Regions from separate parts of the Ovis aries genome. Here region 1 is linked to region 2. A link is a contact called in public Hi-C data. All regions are on one chromosome and are shown on one strand. The core of a region is the stretch at or near the end of the contact, and the rest is flanking DNA. Distances in the headings are between cores, read along the strand shown.

The links. Hi-C and Micro-C count contacts between places; a contact is called where the count stands out from the background.
Region 1: a contact with region 2 is called in a Hi-C map of tail adipose tissue, with 2.5 times the contacts expected there. The contact joins the enhancer-like site here to the promoter of RALY in region 2. A contact is called at or near these places in 5 of 16 Hi-C or Micro-C datasets (blood, mesenteric adipose tissue, muscle and 1 more).

The regions. Positions count from the first base shown.
Region 1 is chr13:63,444,859-63,449,165 of ARS-UI_Ramb_v3.0, forward strand. All of the region lies in intron 1 of RALY (RALY heterogeneous nuclear ribonucleoprotein), which reads left to right. Among named protein-coding and RNA genes, the nearest start is that of RALY, 53 kb to the left of the region's middle. Within about 2 kb of position 1,258, at least 5 of the 54 cell types and tissues checked have an H3K27ac peak or open chromatin away from gene starts, as enhancers often do. A contact at or near this core is called in tail adipose tissue, where this site is marked.
Region 2 is chr13:63,392,295-63,396,787 of ARS-UI_Ramb_v3.0, forward strand. RALY (RALY heterogeneous nuclear ribonucleoprotein) reads left to right here and starts at 1,588. Exons shown (of 8, transcript XM_042230347.1): 1 at 1,588-1,808. LOC121816258 (a long non-coding RNA gene) reads right to left here and starts at 1,179. Exons shown (of 2, transcript XR_006055771.2): 1 at 1,140-1,179; 2 at 1-569.

The sequences.
Region 1 (4,307 bases), core at 8-2,507, 52 kb after region 2:
TCATAGCATGCCAGGATTGAAAGAGACCTTAGAGATCAGTAGTTCATACATTGGTCCATTCAACAAGTGCCTGCTACTTTCTTTTTTTTAAGATGGACCATTTTTTAAAGCCTTCATTGAATTTGTTACAATATTGCTTCTGTTTGATGTTTTGGTTTTTGGCCCCTTAGGGCTTAGGTTGGAGAGGGGACAGCTGAGGCCAAATATAGGACTCTGAGGTCCATTTGGCCTATGGGAAAATGAGGCTAATATTCAGGGACATGTAGCAAGTTAGTAGTAAGGCCGGGATGGTAACTCTCCTGGTGCAGCCTCCCTTCTCTTGCCTCCCTGCTTCCGTGCAGCTATTTATCCAAGATTAACTTGGATCCCATTTACTTCCTTTATTCTCCTCTCCCTCATTTAGCTCTTTCTCTCTTGAATAAGTTAGTTGACCTCAGAGAACAATTTTCTTATCTGTAAAATGGGGGTATTATCTTGAAATTAAAAATTAAAAAGCATTTTTAAGCCACTGATCTCATTTTTTTTGGTATTATTCTTGCTCTTTGCAGATACAGATACCACGTTAAGTTTCAGTATATGCCTGTGTTCCAGTTGTTGCTATTTTCTAGCTGTGTAAATTTGGACAAACTGTCTTGACCTCACTCTTAACTGTTTTTCCCACCAGAGTCCTAAAATTCCATTTCATAACCGTTTGGAAACTTGACTTGTTTACTTTCTCACCCTGGAGTGTGCTGCTGTTGATGACTTGCAGTGGCAACTGGGCTGGCCCTGTGTGATTTGAAGAGGACAGTATGAGAGGCAAGACAACTGGGTACCTGGAGGGTATTAAATCAAGGATTGGCAACTCCTCATAAGTCAGACGATTTCTGGGGACTTCCCTGGTGGTCCATTGGTTAAGAATCTGCCTGCCAAAGCACTTAGTTGCCATGGGACAACTAAACCCTTGTGCCACAACTACTCGAGCCTGTGAGCTGTAACTACTGAGCCCAAACGCTCTAAAGCCCCTGCTATGCAACAAGAGAAGCTACCGCAGTGAGAAGCCACTGCACTGCAACTAGAGAGTAAACCCTGCTCATAGCAACTAGAGAAAACCCCCCTGCAGCAAAAACGACCCAGCACAGGAGTCTGGGATTAGTGTCAATGGTGAATTAATTCGGATTATGTTCTGGGAATAAGTGAGGTTGCCAGCTCCACTGAGTGGAAGAACCAGCAGTGCACAGGCACTCTTGCTTATGCCCTGGAAAAAGACAAGTATGTTGGTGGCAAGTGTCCAACATGACCTGACTGGCTGCCCACAGGCCATCTCTGCCATTCAGGACATCAGCCACTGGCCCTGCCAGCCCTCTGGCAAGGTTGCTGTGATTTGATAGAAAGAGCCCAGTCTCTGGATTTGCACAAATGTGAGTTCAAATCCCTGTCTGCCAACTACTGATTTGTGTTCCTTGTTTAGTTTTTCAACTAGTTCTATAGTTCTTTAAAATTCTTAGAGCCAGTGCCTCTGTCTGTAAAATAGTGTTGTTGAGGGAATTCCTTGGTGCCTAGTGGTTAAGATTCTGGGCTTCCACTGCCACAGCCTGGGTTCAATCCCTGGTCAGGGAGCTGAGATCCCATCCTACAAGCCTCATGGCATGGCCAGAAAAAGAAAATAGTGCCTTTGATACCTACTTTGGGGGTTGTTGTGAGGATTCAAAAATACCTTAGACAAATAGGTCTCACACAATAGCTGATCCTGAGTTAGATGAATAGCAAGTTGATCTACTGCTGTTAGCTCTTTGAAGACTAGTATCCTTGGGACGTGACATTCAAGTCAGTGCTGCTCTGATTCTCTCACTATTTCCCTACTCACCCCCAGAAGTCGACCTGACCTCTCCTTTCCTTCCTCAAGTTCAGACCCCAGAAATACGAGACAGTCTGTTTCACCAGGTGGCATATCTATGAGTAAGCAAGATTGTTACACAGCAGACATACAGGGCCAGGGCAAGTAGCTCAGGCAGCAGCTGATGAACAAAAGGCTTCTCTCTGTTCCTAATAAATTGGTCCTTGGGGACCCTAGCTTTGAAATTCTAATTGACACAGGAAGGAAAAGATTCATTAGGCTCTGGACTCATTAAAATGCTCTGCTGCTCACCTACGATTTATTCTTGGCACTTCATCAGGAGGAATTAAGTAAACCAACAGGCTGGGAGGCTGCTGACAGCACAGTTCATATACTTGGCTGGTGCTGCTCATGGGGTGTGGATATGGGGCCTCCCATACTCTGAAGCACACAGCTGGCCTCAGAGGTTTCTCACCCTTAGCATGAGTCTAAGTCTCATCTATTGTCAGTGCTGAGAGGACCTTTTGAGATCATTCATAGATGTTAGCTCATTCATAGATGGTCCACAGAAGAGGGGCTTGCCTGAGATCACTGAACCACAGCAGTGGTAGAGCTAGAATTAGAAACAGTCAGTCCTCCTGACTTCCAGGCCAGGAGTCTCTCCCCTGCATCACCTTTGGATTTCTTGATCCAGTATTTCATTCATTCAGCCATCAACAGATACTTTTGTTGATACATGTTATGTGCCAGGATTCTATGATAAAACAGATGGGGGGTGAGAAGGGGGGTGGAGAGGGAATACCTGAACCAGTATTATGGGTGACTAGAAAGGCCTCCAAATCTGAGGGCTGAATAGGAATTAGCTTGGCTAAGAAGCATATGAAGAGTAATCAAGCCTGAGGGATCACTGCCTACAGAGGCTGGGAGACTCTTCAGTAATGGAAAGTCTTGCTAGGGTGGAGGAATTGAGGAAGGGATGAGAAGATGAGTCAGCCTATGAGGTTGGGGCTACTTTCTCTTAGAGGAACTCTATACCTGGAATTAGGAGTCCTGGATGTTGTAGATGTATTTCTGTTGCCAGTATTTATTTAGTGTCTTTTTGGTGTGCCAGTGTTGGACACTGAGATACAAAAATGCATAAAATATATGTAGCTCTATCCCCTGAGATCTGTTCGTTTAGTGATGCAACAAACTAATAAATAACTCCTATAATAAATGCAAGGAGTAATTGGAGGAAGTCAGAGTTGAGCTGTGTTACTGTCAGGATTTTCTGTGAGTTTGATGATCTCACCTGTCAGTTTAGTGGTAACCACTGTCCTGTGTAGCTAATGACCTGATGGGAAGACAGCTCTGTAATGACTGGTGTTTGTGTGGTATTTGTGAGTTACAAAACACTCTTTCATCATTAATTGAATCTTAACCGTAACCTTATAACTTGGGAAATTTCTCAGCAATTTACAGATGAGAAAACTAAGGCTGAAAGAGGTTGAGGCTTGTTTATGGTTTTATAGCTTTTGATTAAGAAAAGCTAGGGATTAGAAACCCAGATCTTGTGCTCTTTTTTGCAGTACAGTGGCTCTGAAAAGATACTGAAAAGTAGAAAGATGGCAGCTTTTCTGTTCCATACTTGTAAGCCTGGTTTCCCTTTCCCTTCACTTGAAATGCAAAGAATGACTTCACTATGAGAAAAAGCGACTTAAATTGGCTGGGAAGAAAGAAAAAGAGCTTATTTCAAGTCTTACTCAGATTGGGCTCTGAACTTTTAAAATCATGTGTTCCAATGTTCTTGTCAGCTCCCACTATTCCATCTCATGCCATTTACAGAGTGCTGTCTTAGCTACTATGTAATTGGCTACCAAAGGCAATTTGTGGGGTAGACAGAGCCTGCTTTACAGGTGTGTAAGCTGAGGCCCACAGAAACGAAATATTTTGCCCAGAGTCACTGAATTATTCATGGCAGAGTGAAGATGGACACCACAGGTGCTCCTAAGTCATAGAAGAAAGCTCCTCTGATTCATTCATTTCACACAATTCTTGAATATACCCTATGAGCCAGAAATTTTATTTTACGAGAGAACCTCTGGTTAGGCTCAAGCTATCTCGATGCAGTGCCTTCCTCTAAGAGCAGGGACTTTTGCTATTTATTTATCTGTCCTCAGCCAAGGCCTGGTTCCAAGAATGCTTTGCTGTTGTTTTTGGCCTTACTCTGCCAGAAGCTGAAGGGAGCAGATGGCCACAGCATTGTGGATTAGAAGGGTGTGATCCCATTCTGGGCTAGAGGATGAGTGAAGAGCCCTGCACCCATCTACTGCTGTTTCTATGCTCAGGTCCCTGCCAAGGTATTTTCTATCCCAGAACAAGGTGAAGCTGGCTAATCCTGCCCCTTCCTCCCACTATGTGCAACATACTTATGGATCTTCTGGATAGATTTCATGCAAAGGATTTTATGATCTGTCCCAAATGACTCTTTGGACCCATTTCCCAGGCATGT
Region 2 (4,493 bases), core at 338-2,837:
TAATATTCAGGACTGATTTCCTTTAGAATGGACTGTTAGATCTCCTTGCAGTCCAAGAAGACTCTCAAGGGTCTTCTCCAACACCACAGTTCAAAAGCATCAATTCTTCAGCACTCAGCTTTCTTTATAGTCCAACTCTCACATCCATACATGACTACTGGAAACACCATAGCTTTGACTAGACAGACCTTTGTTGGTAAAGTAATATCCCTTTTAATATGATGTCTAGGTTGTCATAGCTTTTCTTTCAAAGAGCAAGTGTTTTTTAACTTCATGGCTGCAGTCACCATCTGCAGTGATTTTGGAGCCCCCCAAAATAAAGTCTCTCACTGGGATGTGAAAAATACAATCACAGAATCATGAGTCGGACGATGCATGGAGAATCTTATCTTCCCAGCCTTCAGGGAAGTCTACAGCTGAAGGGCTTACGGTCCTCGTGTGCTCTGGGAAGCCACCCAGCTGCTCCGTGGAGGTTGCATCATTGATTTAGGTGAGTTTTCGACAGGAGAAATATTCAGGAGGCAGGACAAACATCCAGATCGAGATCCAGTTATAACACTTCCTGCACCCTGGAAAGGTGAAGTTACTCGAATTTAACATTTTTTTTCAGGTGGAAGTGGCACCTCCTCCCGCCCCTCAGGGCGGCGTCTCCGCCCAGTCCCAACCAACAGCGTGGACCCTGGCCCTGTCCGCGCACCAGGCTCCCTTGAAAGTGAAAGGACCTGGCGTTCCTTCCTACCTCATCTCTTCCGCATCCTCCCGGCACCGCCCCACCGGCAACTTGTTTGGGCTCCTTCTCCAGGCTCCGCCCACCTCCAGCCCTACTTTCCTCCTCCTAACCCCCTCCACCCCGCCCACCGCCCTCCTTCCGGCTCCTCCTCGAGCGGCTACCTTCGGGTTCCCTCCTCCTAGTTCGGCTTCCGGGCCCGCCTCCTTCTGTCCCGCTCAATCTCTCCTCCCTTTTAGGCTTTTCTTCAGCCCCCGCCTCCAACACCATCCCCTAAGGGCCCCTACTTCCCCAAGCTCGCCCGGGCCTGCCTCCACTCTTGACCCCTCCTCTGGGTAGGCCCCGCCCCGCCCACTCCTCTTTTTCATGCTCGCCCTTCCCCGGTCTGCGAGGCCTCCACTGCCTTCCATACTTGTCTCCCGCGCCTCTCTTCTCGGCCTTAGCACCCTCTCGGCTCCGCCCCGCCTTACGCTCCGTACTGCTGTAAGAGAGCGTCTCTTCCCGCCCTAGCCCCGCCTCCTCAGGCTCCCACCTCCGGCCTTCCTCCCTGTTAGGCCCCGCCCCGACCCCTCCTTTCTCTTCTCCCCGCCGAAGCTCTGGACCTTTCCAAGGCTAGGTTGAGGGGGTGGGAAGAGCAGCTGCGTCTCGGGAGCCAGGCTGTTAGGGCGGGGCTGCGGACGCCGCGCAAGCGTCGCCGGGCTCTTTTCTGGAGACCAAGGCGAGGGCAAGGGGTGGCTGGGCCCTGGCCGGAGCGGCGAGCCGGGGCGAGTTGAGAGAAGCCGCTCCGGGCACCCCCACCACCGCGCGCCTCAGTGGTCCGGGCCAAGGGAAGGACTCGCGGCTGCTGGGCTCGCACCGCTGTCAGTGCGGCGGGGTGCGCGAGCAGCGCGGGCGCAGGGCGGGCTGAGCTGAGAGAAGCCGAGGGGGCGACGGGGGCGACTCCCGCGCTTGTACTCAGCTCCTCACGCTGCGGCCGGGGCCGCCTTCTTCCTCCCTCCCTCGCTCCCTCCCTTCCGCCCCCGAGTGCGGCGGCACCGCCTCCTTCCGCGCCGCGCGGCTTCCTCCAGACCTCTCAGCGCGGGTGAGTGGGGGCCGCGAGCAGGGGCGTCTCCTTCAAGGTGCGGGGAGGGGGTGCTCCTGGTTCCGTTTTGGTCACCCACCTCTTCGCGCTGGCCCCTGCTTATTTTTAGAAACTCTTTTTCCGGCCCTTCTGGGAGTCTCGGGAGCCGGAGTAACTCCCAGCCCCCTTCTCTCGCACCTTCCCCTCCACTCGGCCCCGCCGCCTTGGGTCGCCGGCCGGGCCCGCCCGCGCCCGCTCCAGCTCCCGCTCCCGGCCGCCCTGGCGTTCCCTGCCCGCCTCTCCGTGGGCCGGGCCTGGGCCAGGAGTTGGCGGGGTGGGCCCGCGCCCGCTCGGAAGTTGGAGTCTTTTGTGCTCGCGCCCCGCCCCGCCCGCCGAGGGGAGGAGGGGGGGAGTGGAGGCCGCGCCGGGGAGGCCTCGGGCGGGCCCGGCCCCGGCTCCGGGCCAGACCTGGGGCATTTTCCGACTCTCCCTCCCGGGCTGGGTCTGCGGGATCCCCGAGGCGCGCAAAACTGGACCCGCTTGGCTCCCTAAGGACCTGAGCGCCTCCTCGGTCCCCGCCTCTCGCGGTCCTGGGCTCGTGGCACACCTTGGGCTTCTTACAGGAACAACAGTAGGCCCTCGAGCTGGGGCCGCGCGCCGCACTTCACGCAGCCTTTTCCCGGCCGAGGCTCAGCTTGCCTTTCAGTGAACCGGGAGAAAGAAAGTCGCCTTGCAGGGTATTTTGTGGATTCAGGGAGGAAACTGATGTGTGAGAGAAGTGTTTAATACCAACAGGTAACATTTAACGGACTTGACGCAGGAACTTCGGCAGCCTGTTTCATAGAATGCTCAAGACGGCCTTCTGAGGTTACCCCTATTTACAAAAACAGAAATCAAGGCTCCGAGATGTTAAAGAATGTGTTCCAAATCACAGTGTGTAGCCACCGAAGTGTAAAGCCGTAGTGCTGGTGTCTGTTATTTATTTCTTAGTGTGAGCTTGTGTAATCTCTTAGTGCAGAACGGATTTTGAGTCCCATCATTAGATGAGAGACCTATCTCCGTCCTCCCTGGTTCACGGGCCAGTGTCCACTATGGATGAAATTCCATTCTGAATCTGTGCGAGGTCGGAGGGAAAGGAAGTAATTACAAATTTCTTGCTAATATTGCCCCTTAGAAGTGGATGGATACAGAGGATTCCAGATTTCCAGCACACTAAAGTTCCCTGGGGTGTTTGGCTCAAGGAAGGCGTAGGTCATTTAAAGCAACGAGGTCCATCTTTTGTTTGTTTATGGCATGTTCCTCCAAATCTTGTCTATTCTGTACTGTTTAAAGGGAGGGGGAGCAGAAAGTGGCTCAAGTCAATTGCTTAGACTCTCCTGCTTTCAACTAGAGATTTATTTCTCTTATTTTCAGATAAGGCCCAGAGGGGTAAAAGTGGACTAAAATTAACTTTGGCAAGTGTTCTAGTTTTCCAGTGTGTTTGATGCCTGGTGTGTAAAGATCAGGCAGGGGTGTTCCTAGGCCAGGTCTTGAGTCTACTGATATTTGCTGTAGTTCTCTGGAGTCTGGAGGATCCCTTTTCCAAGATGGTGGATTTAAGAGTAGTGGTACATAGGACTGCCAGGGGGTCCTCTCTAGTCTTAAATCTTTTCCTGCCTTTTCCCTCTTTCCCCTTAACTGAACCTCTGAAAGGGGAAGTAAGTTGTCTAAATTCACGGACTGCTTTAGTGACAGAATCAGAACTAGGATTTCAGTCTTCTGACTCCCAGTCCAGTAATATTTTTATTTCTACCATAGTTTGCCACCTTTTGAAAGAACACTAAACTAGTTATTCAGGCCTTAAGACCCAGAATCCCAAGTGAAATGAAATCACCAGGAAGTTATTTAGTCCCAGCATTAAAAGGAAGCCAGGTTTTGTGCGCTGTAAAACAAATCATGCAGTATTTGTCCTTTTGTGACTGGCAGAGCAGGCAGTCTCATAAATTACCACTTCTGTTGCATAGTACTTTGTTTATGTTTTATAGTTCTCTTTTGTAACCATTATCTGATTTCATTTCTCATCTAGTTCAGTAAGGTAGCTTGTAGCGTTTGGTTTATATTTCCTTTTTTACAGCTCTAATTGAGAATTGAAACATAGCAAGGTTTAGGGCACTAGCCTTAGATCACCAAATTAACAAGTGGAGAGGACAGGACATGTCTCATGGGCATAGGATTTGATTTGCTGTGGCACCATGAACTTGGCTACTCATTGTGATTCTCTGAGCCTCAGTTTCTTTATCTAAACTCTCACAGGGTTGTGTGGGGCCTATGAGAAATGGCTGTGAAAGTGCATTGTGGCAGTAGGCTAACATTAAGTACTTTCCATGTACCAGTCACTGGATTAAGGATTTTGTGTGGAGTATCTCATTTAGTTCTCAAGAGCTACTGTGTGAATTAGGTACTATTATTAAACCCGTTTTGCAGAAGAAACAGAGTTTATATGATGTGCTCCAGGGTCATGTAATTGATAACTGCAGACAATATAATTTTAAAGCTGGTATGCTTTTTTTTTTTGGTAAAGGTACACATAAGATAAAATTTTACCATTTTAACCACTTTTACATATACAGTTCTGTGGCATTAAATATATTTACATTGTTGTGCAACTATTACCATCTGTGTCTAGAACTTTTTCATCTTCTTCAACTGAAACTACATATAAACACT